2 separate regions of the Mus musculus genome follow, and region 2 is linked to region 1. The links are chromatin contacts, called in public HiChIP or PLAC-seq maps. All regions are on one chromosome and are shown on one strand. Each heading gives the region's core, a stretch centred on a gene start, on an enhancer-like site or on the middle of the called end of the contact. The rest is flanking DNA. Distances are from core to core; before and after follow the strand shown.

What was found. HiChIP or PLAC-seq counts read pairs in DNA pulled down with a chosen protein or histone mark.
Region 2: a contact with region 1 is called in an H3K27ac HiChIP or PLAC-seq map of heart atrium, with 7 read pairs. The contact joins the enhancer-like site here to the promoter of Me3 in region 1. A contact is called at or near these places in 4 of 484 Hi-C or Micro-C datasets (the HL-1 cell line, cortical neurons and uterus), 3 of 115 datasets of contacts at active chromatin or transcription factors (heart atrium, intestinal crypt epithelium and pancreatic cancer cells) and 2 of 9 other capture datasets (adipose tissue and pancreatic islet).

The regions. Positions count from the first base shown.
Region 1 is chr7:89,631,483-89,634,602 of GRCm38.p6, forward strand. Me3 (malic enzyme 3, NADP(+)-dependent, mitochondrial) reads left to right here and starts at 1,336. Exons shown (of 14, transcript NM_181407.4): 1 at 1,336-1,611. The coding sequence starts at 1,429.
Region 2 is chr7:89,698,616-89,701,629 of GRCm38.p6, forward strand. The region is part of intron 1 of Me3 (malic enzyme 3, NADP(+)-dependent, mitochondrial); the gene reads left to right. Among named protein-coding and RNA genes, the nearest start is that of Me3, 67 kb to the left of the region's middle. Within about 2 kb of position 1,331, at least 31 of the 459 cell types and tissues checked have an H3K27ac peak or open chromatin away from gene starts, as enhancers often do. A contact at or near this core is called in heart atrium and pancreatic cancer cells, where this site is marked.

The DNA.
Region 1 (3,120 bases), core at 86-2,585:
TGTTCATTTATACCTAGGGGAAAACCCTTTTCTTATGCATCCCCTGGGGATGGTCAGCACTGAAGGGAATGACTAGAATAATGGCTTCCAAGTTGACATATTAGGGGCAACCTCAGAGACGAGATGTGGCAGTTGTTTAGAAGATTGGAATATGATGTTCCCAGTAAAAGTGTTAGCAGAGGCAAAAGCCCTGAGATGGAGGTGAGTAAGACAGGGAAATGGGGAGAAGCAAGTCAGAGGAGACCTCAAGGACAGCACAAGGTGAAGTGGGATGAGATGAGAAGCTGGCAGGAGCCAGGCTGGGCTTAACCAAGGCCTCCTGACAACTTAGGAGTTATCCCATACACAGAGCGATGTATTTCCTTTAGAAGGAATCTCTTGAACACTAAGTGGAGGAAGTACACACTTAAATTCAGGGAGAAGTGGACATCAAGGTGTGAGTGACCTAACATCTATGGTCTATGGCTGGTTCCATGGGGTTCCTAGAAACTTACTTAGGAAGTGGGGAACGCAGATCAACAGAAGAGAACGTTCTACAAAGCAGGAAGTGTTCTGTACCTATATACATTCAAACATGGTCTCAACTGGTTTAAAAGAAGGCACTTACTGTGACTGGGATTTAAAATTGTATTTTATTTAGAAATTTTATTTACTGTAAAATGGATTTAAAATTGTATTTTATTTAGAGTATTACAGCTACATGTGGCTAATGGTTACTATACTGACAGCATTCTTGCCCAGGTCTTGCTCAAGAGGTGGGGGCATGCTGACCCTCAAGTGTTCTCCCCTAAGTGCCATTCAGACCTCTGGATAGAGAGTGCCAGGGTACAAAAGCACAAAAACCCTCATGTGGGAGGAAAATGAGCTTCATCCTGTCTTGTTATGAAGAGCCCCCGCGCATATCCTCAAGGAAAATCTGGTCCCGCAAGGAAAGGTTTGGAGACTGTTTTACTGAATGCATCAGTCCCGTGAGCTAGCACTGCCTGTGAGGTGCTGCCTTTGGCCAGAGAGTGACAGGGGACAGTAGCGCCTTGCCCCACCTGCTCGCAGTGGGACTGCATAGACTTCAGCTTCTCCAGTTAGGCAGGTAAGCGGAAGAAGGAGAAACCAAGGTTAACCACAGGTACTGAGGGTGCGGGGACTCCTTGGAGAGTATTCTCCCATATGGGGGCAGGGAGGCACGGGCTGTCATCCGCACGGGATCTGCTTTCTGGGCTTGCTTTCGCTTTGCTGGCTGAGGGGTGAGCATCGCAACCAAGCGAGGAGCAGGTGGCCTCGGACAAGGGGAGGAGGCTAGCGCCTTCCATCAGGAACCCCCAGCCTCTCCGAGAGCTCAGGTCCGGCGCCCTGCTGGCGCGCAGGACCTGGCTTGCCTAGAGGGCACCCCTGACCTTGGTCTCGCCCTGGTTCCAGGTCTGTGCCAGGGCTATGGGCGCCGCGCTGGGCACTGGCGCGCGGCTGACCTCCGTGCCTCGCATAGCCTGCAGCAGTCTTCGGCGCCAGGCACCTTCCGCGCCCGCCCAGGGCTGCCACTCCAAGTCTGGCCCGCCTCGACCCGTACCCCTGAAGAAGCGCGGATACGATGTCACCAGGAACCCCCATCTCAACAAGGTAATGGTCCGGGTAGGACGTTGGATCCCGTGGTTAGCAGGGAAAGACGCCCCGCCCCCTGGGCTTGGGACGAAACCTATGGCGTCCTTCCAGAGCCCTCTGGTTTTGCCTCCTGGATATTGCTCTGTTTGCTTTGGCCTTTTCGTCCCCCTCTTGACATGGAGAGATGTGATCAGTTTTACTGACCTTAATTTCCTCAGCAAAAACAATACAGACCCAGTGAGTATTCCCGATGGTCCCTCTGAGCTAGAGTCAGATTTCCAGCAGATCTTGAGGACAATTCATTTGACCTCCGTGAATTAAAGTATCTGTTAGAGATTTCTTAGGAATGTTGCAAGGTTTAAAAGGAAAAACAGGAAAACGGAGGCAGAGTTCTTAGCACAGACTCGGGCACCAATGAGATAATAAGTGTTAGCTAATGATATGGTGAATATCTGGGAAAACATGAGTCCGGAAGACAGAAAAGTCTAGAATTATAGAACTTTTAGTACTGGAAGAAGAATTAAAGATTTTAATTTAAACCAGTCCTGTAACAGAATGCAGAACAAAGGGGTCTTAGCCAAGGTGACCAAATGCAGATCTCTAATGCTTTGGCCGTGTTCAGCCCACTGCAGATACCTGCATATTAACCTAGGAGCACACCTCCTTCTTGTAGCAATCAAGTTTGTATCTTTGGTTCAGAGGATTGTGAGGAACAGAAACTGGAAGCCAAGACTCAAGCCAGTCCCCCACTCCCCACAATTCCTCGTGTTTAACTAGCAGGCTCAACGTTTTTCAGCCTAATAGTATGACCTCATTTGATTATTGTAAAAAGTTTCAAAACCACTGGATTTGAATTAATATTTAAGCTCTCATAAATGCTTGCTAAGCTATTACTGCAAATAAAATGTGAGAATAGTCCTCATGCAGGAAGTTCTCAAAAAATGTTAGTAGTTTCTCTGATTCAGGATGGTGAAATTCCAATGACACAACTTCTATGGAAAATGCTATGTTAAAGGGTGAGGCCAACTGTGCAGTGCTGTTTCCTACAGCATCAACTGAAACTAAGGAAAATGTCTGTGTGCTCAGATTCACTTGTCACACTGACCCCCTACTCTCCAAAGAGACCTTGAGTTCCCGGTACTCTGCTCCGGTACAAAGCATTTAAGGTATCCATGCCTGTTTGAATTGCTTCAGTAGTGCTAGAAGGTGAGAGCCTCTTTCAGCAAATAAAAAGCCCTTCACCAAAATCACATCCAGAGAAAGGGCTGCAGGTGAGGCTTGATGGAGAAGCAGAGGTGACTCCCTGACGGTGCAGTCTTGCTCTGGTTTCTAGTCTGGCTTTGTGATGCCACTTTATGTGAAGTCTGAGTAGACCACCTCACACACTGTAGGGGTTCTCTTCCCATACCCAAGTCAATCACCAATAACTTAAGCCAACTGGAGCCTGGAGCCTTCACCCAGAATTAAAGATAAGGTTTAAGGTAGGTTCATCCTCACCAATTGTCTTAGAATAGAAGAGACATTGGT
Region 2 (3,014 bases), core at 81-2,580, 67 kb after region 1:
TTCAGCCCCCACAGTGGCCCCTCTTGAGGATTTTTTTCTAAATTGAGCAAGTGGTACGTAAGATGCAGAGACACAGGCCTTGTCTCTCGATCTCTTTGCTACAGCTGATTTAGAGTTAGGCTCATTGCAAAATTAATATTTGACAAACACCTTCTCTGTTCTTTGGTTCTTTCATTCTATACCATAAACATATTTAAGGAACATACTACTTATGCTTCTACTGGACTCAGTTCTGTGTCAGAATATGTTTATGTCCCCTAAATTACTGCCTACTGCCAAGCAGTTGGGAAATAACCAATAGGCACATGGGGGTTTGCTAGCACAAGAGTTAGGGTGTTACAAAGCCATTTCCACACAAGTGTATGATGTACCTTGAGCATGCCCATCCCCCAGGTATCTAGAAAATGGCTCTAGAGCTCCATTCCCTTTCTGAAGGACAGATAGCAGATGAGATTAATGCTGCAGTGTTATCAAGCAGAATGGAGACTTGGCCTGGAACTGTTCTCAAAATTAGATCAAGGACACATTGAGTTTATTCCAAGATTAACTTTGTCTAATAATAATAATAATCTTTGTTAAAACTCACTGACTACATGGTATAGCCACTGGAACATTGCCCATGTCCATTACATAATCCCACACCCATGCTTCTATAAGCAACCTTAACTAAACTCAGTACGTGGCACAGAAAAGACACAGAAGTTCAGGGGAGCTTGTTGGATATAAGGGTTCAGCAGTGTGAAGATTAGAAGAGATAATGGGGTGTATATTAGCAAAATGTATTATTTACATGCATGAAATCATGAAAGAACAGATTTAAAAAAAAAAAAAAAAACACTGATTTCCGTATCTCTGGACACAGTCTACTGGAAACTGGAAAACTTGATATACATGAGCCTCACAGAAGGGAGTGGAGAGAATGTTCCCCCTCTAACGATCTGCAAATCTCTCTTAAGCACTTCTTTCCTGGTTCATTTTTTTTTTTCTAAAGCTATCGATTTGGCTCTTTGTGGGTACATTTTCCCTCTCTAGAAAAACAAAAGAGCCATGTCTTAATCAGAAGGAAATGATTAATGGAGTGCATGGTGGGGGAGGGAGAGAAGATGAAGTCAGAGAAGGCTGCACAGAGTGTTGAGTGACAAGAAGAGTAAGCTGGGGGGTGGGGCAGCAAAGGTGTGACAACACAGAAGAGCTCGGGTCATTGAAGGCACCCTGTGTGTCCTGGAATGACTTCCCTTGAAGCCATCCAAGTAATGGTAGAAGTAGAGGTTAGGGTGATTTGCAAACTATTTAATGCTGAGTATGGCATGGCTCTGAACCAATTGAAATGGAGGCCAGCCAATTCAGAGCCCTGTGAAATGCTGGGCCACTCTCAGGCCTGCCAGTAAGCCTGTGAAGTAACTTGTGGCCAGATGATCCTAAATGAAAAGAAGTACAATCGCATTTGCAATTGAGATCATCCTTACGGGAGGCTAGATTGCTTAATGTCGTAATGGCTGTGAATGTGTGAAACTGACAGAATTTACTCAGCAAGTCATTTCAAAATGAAATGTTGATTGGAGTCCCACACCCAACTATGGAAAGAAGTCTGCACTGCAGTCCAGAGTGATGGCCGCAGCAGCAGCAGCCATAGTAAAGCCCACAAGGGGCCAAACCAGAACTAAACCTTTGGTCTATGAGAAACCAAACCTTATCTCCTTTTCATGTCATTAGTGCCAGGGTGACTTTTAGGCAAAGCCCAGCTTGGCATTAACTGCTGAGTTTATATACCACAAACAGCAACTCACCTACTTATGTATTCTTGATCAGCAGTAGGGCTGATCAAGGCAGGAAGGTAAACATTCGTTAATTTAAAGCAAGATTTTTCCAGACAACGGGCCTCCAAGTCAAGTGATTACCAAGCAAAGGCACCATGCATGTCACCATCCTGAAATCCCTCTACTCTTTCGGCTGGGAGAGTCATCAGCACTGTGGATTAAGGTCACTTCCCAGTGTGTAATGAAGGGTTTGCCATTAGATCTGAAGGAGAACTGACCCCTGAGCAGCATCTGGGGACCATTAGTCACTGGGTTGTCAGGGATGTTTGTTGTCAGACTCCTGAAACATAATGAGCTTCCCTTATAGAGAGGAAAGTGACAACCCCCTAAGCACCCTGAGACAGCTTCTGGGGACAATTCACTGGCTGTCCTTTAGGATGGCACTTGGCTGTAAGTGGCCAGAGATGCCCTCATTCTTTTGTAGTGAGCTACTGCTGGCAAAGTTGATCCCACTTCATCAAGAGTCTTCTAAACCAGACCTTGAGATATTTCCCTTACTCTAAGGCACACAGCATGTCAAAGGTCTAGGGGGTAAATAGTGTACTTAGAGCCAGGAATGTGACTAGGACCAAGTGACCCCTCAGGCTCCATGCCTGTGAAAGTAATTCTGTTCTAATTTGTGGCTGCTGTCATGGTTGCATAAGGCATTAGGGAGCGACGTAACCAATCATTGCTGTATATGAGCCACATGACAATGGTGTTGTTCTCATTGGTTCAGACAGCACTAGGAGAGTGGAAAGACAGAGTCTTTCCTCTGAAATGTACTCTTAGAAACAACACGGATCTGGGGGTTAGGGGACAGGAGGTAGGATCAGTGGGTAAAATACTTGATGTGCAAGCACGAGGATCAGAGCTAAGATCCCAGAATCCACATAAAAGCTAGGTGGGGTGGGAGGCTGCCTTGCATTGCAAGACTGGATTCTCAAGCTGGCTAGCCAGACTCACCAAAAATGTGAAACCTGAGTTCAGCAAAAGACCCTAACAACCATAAGAAAGGGAGTAATCAAGGAAGATACCAGATGTCAATCTCGGGCCTCTACATGCATGCACATATACACATGACCAGGTGCCTGCAAGCACATACACATGTACAAGTACACCGTACACACATACAGAGAGAAAGAGGAGGACAAGGATAAGGACAAGGAGGAGGAGGAGAGGAAGAGGAGGAGGAGGAGAGGAAGAGGAGGAGGAGGA